Regions from separate parts of the Zea mays genome. Here region 1 is linked to region 2. A link is a contact called in public Hi-C data. All regions are on one chromosome and are shown on one strand. Each heading gives the region's core, a stretch centred on a gene start, on an enhancer-like site or on the middle of the called end of the contact. The rest is flanking DNA. Distances are from core to core; before and after follow the strand shown.

Evidence for each region. A called contact is a pair of places that touch in the nucleus more often than the background predicts.
Region 1: a Hi-C map of ear shows a contact between it and region 2, with 2.8 times the contacts expected there. The contact joins the promoter of LOC100285991 here to the promoter of LOC100274149 in region 2. A contact is called at or near these places in 4 of 25 Hi-C or Micro-C datasets (bundle sheath, ear, endosperm and 1 more).

The regions. Positions count from the first base shown.
Region 1 is chr3:142,502,992-142,505,691 of Zm-B73-REFERENCE-NAM-5.0, reverse strand. It overlaps LOC100285991 (bile acid sodium symporter/ transporter), which reads right to left and starts at 1,432. Exons shown (of 7, transcript NM_001372350.1): 1 at 947-1,432; 2 at 673-813. The coding sequence starts at 1,345.
Region 2 is chr3:142,121,978-142,124,677 of Zm-B73-REFERENCE-NAM-5.0, reverse strand. It overlaps LOC100274149 (OSJNBa0059D20.8-like protein), which reads left to right and starts at 1,259. Exons shown (of 5, transcript NM_001148527.1): 1 at 1,259-1,626; 2 at 2,362-2,515. The coding sequence starts at 2,362.

The DNA.
Region 1 (2,700 bases), core at 183-2,682, 380 kb before region 2:
TTTCTCCCTGGTTAATCTGCGGCATTTTCTCCCCCGCAAGGGCTGATTTGGTTTTCCAAGATTGGTGGGCTAATTTGGAGGGCAAGGTCCCTCATGTGCTGCGCAAAGGGATTAACTCCCTTGTGATGTTGTTGGCATGGTGGCTTTGGAAGCAGCGGAATAAATGTGTGTTTGAGGGGGATGCTCCTAGTGGCAACCAAATTATACAGAACATCAAAGACGGCGCTCAGAGGTGGTGTCTGGCGGGTGCCAAAGATCTGTGCACCATCTGGCCTTAGTTTAGGGGCAGTTGTTGATGTCTTTTGGCTGTCTTCTATATGGATGTTTATGTGTATTTTTGTTTCTGGCCACCGTAAGGTCGTTTTTCTTTTGCTTTTTACTCTGTACTCTGGTCTATTTAGACCATTATTGACTTATTGTTTCTTCTATCTTCGTAATATATTTAACGCGCAGTTCTCCTGCGCGTTTTAGAAAAAAACGTTTTAGAAAAAAAACCAAGTAGTCTACTACTGTTGGCATCTCAATTTCAGTGTTCAACGAATACAAGAGTATGAACTCAGAATTGCATAGATATTCTTAATTTGTCCATAGAAATAAAAGAGAAGGGGGAAAATTTCCCCTCTCTAACAGAAATTGGGAGTGTAACAAACTGGGCTCAGCTGACAGTCTTACCACATTGGATGCAGTTCCTCCAGGACAGCATCCCAGCAGGATGAGGCCAGCTGAGAGCGACGGGGGAAGCCCCAGCGCGTGGCTAATGATAGCGCCAAACGCAGGCATTATGGTGTACTGGGCGGCACACCCGAACAAAATCTGCAGCAGGAAAACACCTTGTTGAATTGAATCAACCAACCACCGTTCGGATATCCATTCACGGTTGCACTTGCACGGGGGGAGAAGGAGATCGAGCGAGAAGGGATACAGGTCCGCCGATCCAGTCACGTACGGCGAGGGGCCTGTCGCGGAGGAGGGCGGCGAAGTCACTGAGCTGGAGCGTGAGGCCCATGGCGAGCATGATGAAGCCGAGCGTAGCGGTGTAGGACCCCGGCGCCAGCGCCACGAACCACCGGAACGCCTCGGGCCGCGTGAAGGCCACGGAGGCGCCGGCTGCGACGTAGGCCGGGTACAGCCCCGCCGCGGCGGACAGTGCCGCGTGCCACCGCGGCGCGGGCGCGGCGGGGCCGGTGGCCGCGAGGCATTGGACTTGGAGGAGGGCGGGAAGGCGTAGGCGCCGCCTGGAGAAGGGACGAGGGAACCTTGGCCTCGGTGCGAGCCGGGAAATGGAGTTCTCGGCGGGGATGGGTCGGAGGGGGAGGGGGAGGGGGAGGAGGAGGAGAGGAGCCATGGCAGGCGCTGGCGTGGCGGCTGGCGCACGGTGGTTGGTTTTTGTCCGTGGTGCGCGCACGAGTATTTCTCTACTAACTACTGAGTCTACAGTGTAGACTGCTCCCGCCGATTCCCTACCCTGCGGCTAACTATTGAGTCTACAGTGTAGACTGCTCCCGTCGATTCCCTACCCTGCGGATTACGCGCACGCCCGCCCCCCCCCCCCCCCCACCGCGATTCCCCTCCGTACGCGCGCGGATCACGCGCCCGCCGCGCAGGCCCCTACGAATCCCGCCGCGAAACCCTACGCGCGCGGATCACACGCCCGCCGCCATGCCCCTACAAATCCCGCCGACCGGCGCCACTACAGCACACCCATCGCCATGTCGCTCCCTACGCCCGCAACGGCCGCCTCCCTACGCGTGGGTGACCGGCAGCACCTCGTCTCTCTCGTGTGCCAATGGCGCCGCCTCCATCCTACCCGGTCTCCGCCTCCGTCACCGCGTTCGTCAAGGTGGAGGACGCCCCAACCCCTTTGGTGGCCTCCCCGACGGCGCTGCCTCTGTCCTACCCGACCTCGAGTTCATTGAGATCCAGAAGGAGCAGGCGCAAACTTCTCCGTGCACGGGAGGTCAAGCGGAGTATGCGCGAACTTCTTTGTGTTGTCGCAGCGCGACCTCGGCCAGCGCAGGGCGCAGCCCCGGCGGCACGGGCGCGGCCTCCCGGTCACGGCACGGGCGCGTGGCCGGCGACCCGACCCCGGCGCGGCGGCCCCCGTCCCCGACGAGAGCGAGGCGCGGCCTCCGACGCGCGGGCACGGCCCTTGGCGGCGTGGACGCTGCCCCAGAGGCACGCGGGCGCGGCGGCCCCGTCGAGGGCGCAGCCGTGGCATACGGGCGCGCGGTGACACGGCCCCAGCCTCGGTACGACGGGCGCGACCCCATCTAGGCGCGGCCTCGAGCTTCGTGGCCATCTCCTTGGGCAAGGCGCGAGCACGGTCTGCATCCGCGCAGGACCGTGCGTGGACAGAGCGGCGTCCACACCAGTGCGTGCGCACTCGCCGCGTCCTACGGCGGATCCGGCTGGTGCCTAGACGCCTGGAGTCTAACGGTTGGTGCTCGTGTCGCACGGCAACGCGATGATGGAGCAAATCGGAGAGCCTCGGTTCGCCCTCCAATGTGAGTTCATCTCTTTCCTGCTACTCCATTGCCTCTTCTATAATTACGATGTTAGTGTTCTTTCCTGCGTGTGGCTGGATTGTCACGGTTGTACAGCTTCCCGAGCCGCCATGCTAACTTCATGGAGGAATTTGGTAAAATGGGTCGCTCGTACTTGTCGCTCTACAAAATACACCGCTTCAAGCTAACCTCGTAA
Region 2 (2,700 bases), core at 10-2,509:
AGATCGCGACCGGATCTTTACAAGCAACCTCTGGCAACACTTGTTCACTCGGTTCAACACTAAGCTACTCCTCAGCACAGCCTACCACCCTCAAACCGATGGCCAGAGCGAGAGAGTAAACCAATGCCTCGAGATGTATCTCCGCTGTGCAGTTGCTGAAACTCCAAAGAAATGGAAACGATGGTTGGCGTTAGCCGAATTCTGGTATAATACATCCTTTCATACATCCTTATGATGCTCCCCATTCAAGGCAATCTATGGCTATGATCCAGACTGCTCTTTTCTTCCAGCGTCTGCGGCCAAACCAGACCCAACAGCTGAAGATTTTCTGTGGGACAGGGAAGTGCAGACTGACAGACTCAAACAGCATCTCACAGTGGCTCGCAACCGTATGAAAATTCAGGCCGACAAACACCGGATCGACCGTCAGTTCCAAGTTGGGGATCAAGTTCTGCTCAAGCTCCAACCATACACTCAGCACACAGTGGCCAAGCGTATTTGTCCCAAGCTTGCATACCGTTACTATGGGCCATTTTCAGTTCTTCAGAAACTAGGCGCAGTTGCTTACAAACTAGATCTTCCAGCAACTTCTCAAATTCATCCAGTCTTCCACGTCTCTCAGTTGAAACCATTTACTCCAAACTATACTCCTGTGTTTACTGAGCTCCCCACTCTAACAGATCTGTCGGTCCAAGGGACTGAACCCCTTCAGGTGCTCGATCGTCGCATGGTAAAAAAGGGACACAAGGCAATCGTCCAGGTGCTCGTCAGGTGGAAGAATCTCGACCCTGCTGCCACCACATGGGAAGACTACACGGTGTTGAAGCATCGCTTTCCTGAAGCAGTTGCTTGGGGCCAAGCAACACCTGAGGCCGGGGGAGATGTCACGGCAGACACTGCCGGACTGGAGGAAGCAGCCGGACTGAAGGAAACAGAGACTGAGCTGAACCGTATTCTGTAAGGGGTGTTTGGTTTCTAGGGACTAATGTTTAGTCCCTACATTTTATTTCATTTTAATTCCAAAACTATCAAATATAGAAATTAAAACTTTTTTTAGTTTCTATATTTAGCAATTTATAGACTAAAAATAAATAAAATGAAGAGACTAAACATTAGTCCCTAAAAACCAAACACCCCCTAAACTACGTCGTATCCTTGTAAGCGGAAACGCATTCTGGGTGTGTGGGACCCATGTATCAGGGTTGTCTAGTCAGGCTTATAAGCCGGGACGCCGAACTGTGAACACTATCTACCATCTGGAATAGAAAACCACAAACCTGGCAGCCCTCCGGCTGATCCAGCGTCTTCCTCGCCATCGCCGACACGCTCACCGGCGATCCACTGCTCGGCTCACGTCCGGCGTAGGCGCGTCGTGGCCACGGGTCGTCACACGGTGCTCTCAGCGAACTTGCCCCACCGGCCCGCCCTTCCCGGGCCTTACCTGATTCCCCGTCCTCCAGCGCTGGGCGCTGGCTGTGCTGCAGCGTAGCCGCACCTCCAGACCTCCGCCGGGTCCCCTGGCTGCTGGCGACGAACGCCCCTGCGCAGTGCGTGTGCGCCAGTGCCTGCCGGCGGCCGACCGCAGTTCTTTGCCTTGCCTCTGTTGCTCGTCTTCTTGCATTTCTGGTGAGCAAAATAAGTACTGAGACATTAGATTAGGTGTTGGCCCATGCTTGGAATTGCTTGTTGACTGCTTGTGAAATGTGAATCAGTTGTTGGTAGACAGTACAAAATAGGGACGAAGGTTTCCATATGCCCGTGATTGGTGATTGGTTGTGAAATGTGAATTTATGATTTAACATATCTGCATATAATTGGGGCTTAGGACTGATCACTGATGTGCCTTCTTTTTGCTTGTTTTCTGTAAGACCGACTCTTATGTTTCAACAATTTAATTGTCGGCTGTGTAAGTTTTGAACTTTTCTGTTGAATTTAAGGTATTGTGAGGTCTTATAGATACATTATCTCTCTTTACCAAACCGTTTACCAAATTTTGTATTGTATTGTATAGGGACTTTTTAGTTAGGCACACCCTGTATTCTAATCTTGGGTCTTCACCGCATGGAAACATTGATGTACAGCACCACAATAGAGAGTAGATTAAGGTCAGTAAAATGTAATTTGTTACATGTTCTAGAGTTGATGTACGACAATACAATACAGAGTTCATTCCGTGGATCACTGAAATAAAATTTCTTCATGTGCTTAGAGTACAATACAGAGTTCATTCGAAATGGATGAAGATGAAATGCTCAATACTTTCATGTCCATTAGAAGGCATAAGCCAAACAAGAAGTAATATTGACTTATTGTAGATAGATGTGTAAACTTCTTGTTTCACACTCTGCTACTTCAACACAGATGGGTCTCAATGCCGTGGTGGCCGCTTGCTACGCCCTTCCAGTACTCATCTCTGTGCTCACAGTCCGCTTCTTCTACGTGTTGTGGCACAGTGGCCAATCAGCATCGAGACCACGCAACACCAGATTGCGTTGTCTCATCATCCTTGGCTCCGGTGAGTCTATTGCGATGTTGCCTGTCAAATACCTTATGGACAAGTTTTAGGTACAGTTGCCTGGTATATAAAACAGTACTCAAAGGTGTAAGTGCATGCATTTGTATGGAGATGTGGCAATACTGAATAATTGTTAGTAACTGCAAGTTCATATGTGAGTTGATTTTCTTCTATGGTAATGAAAG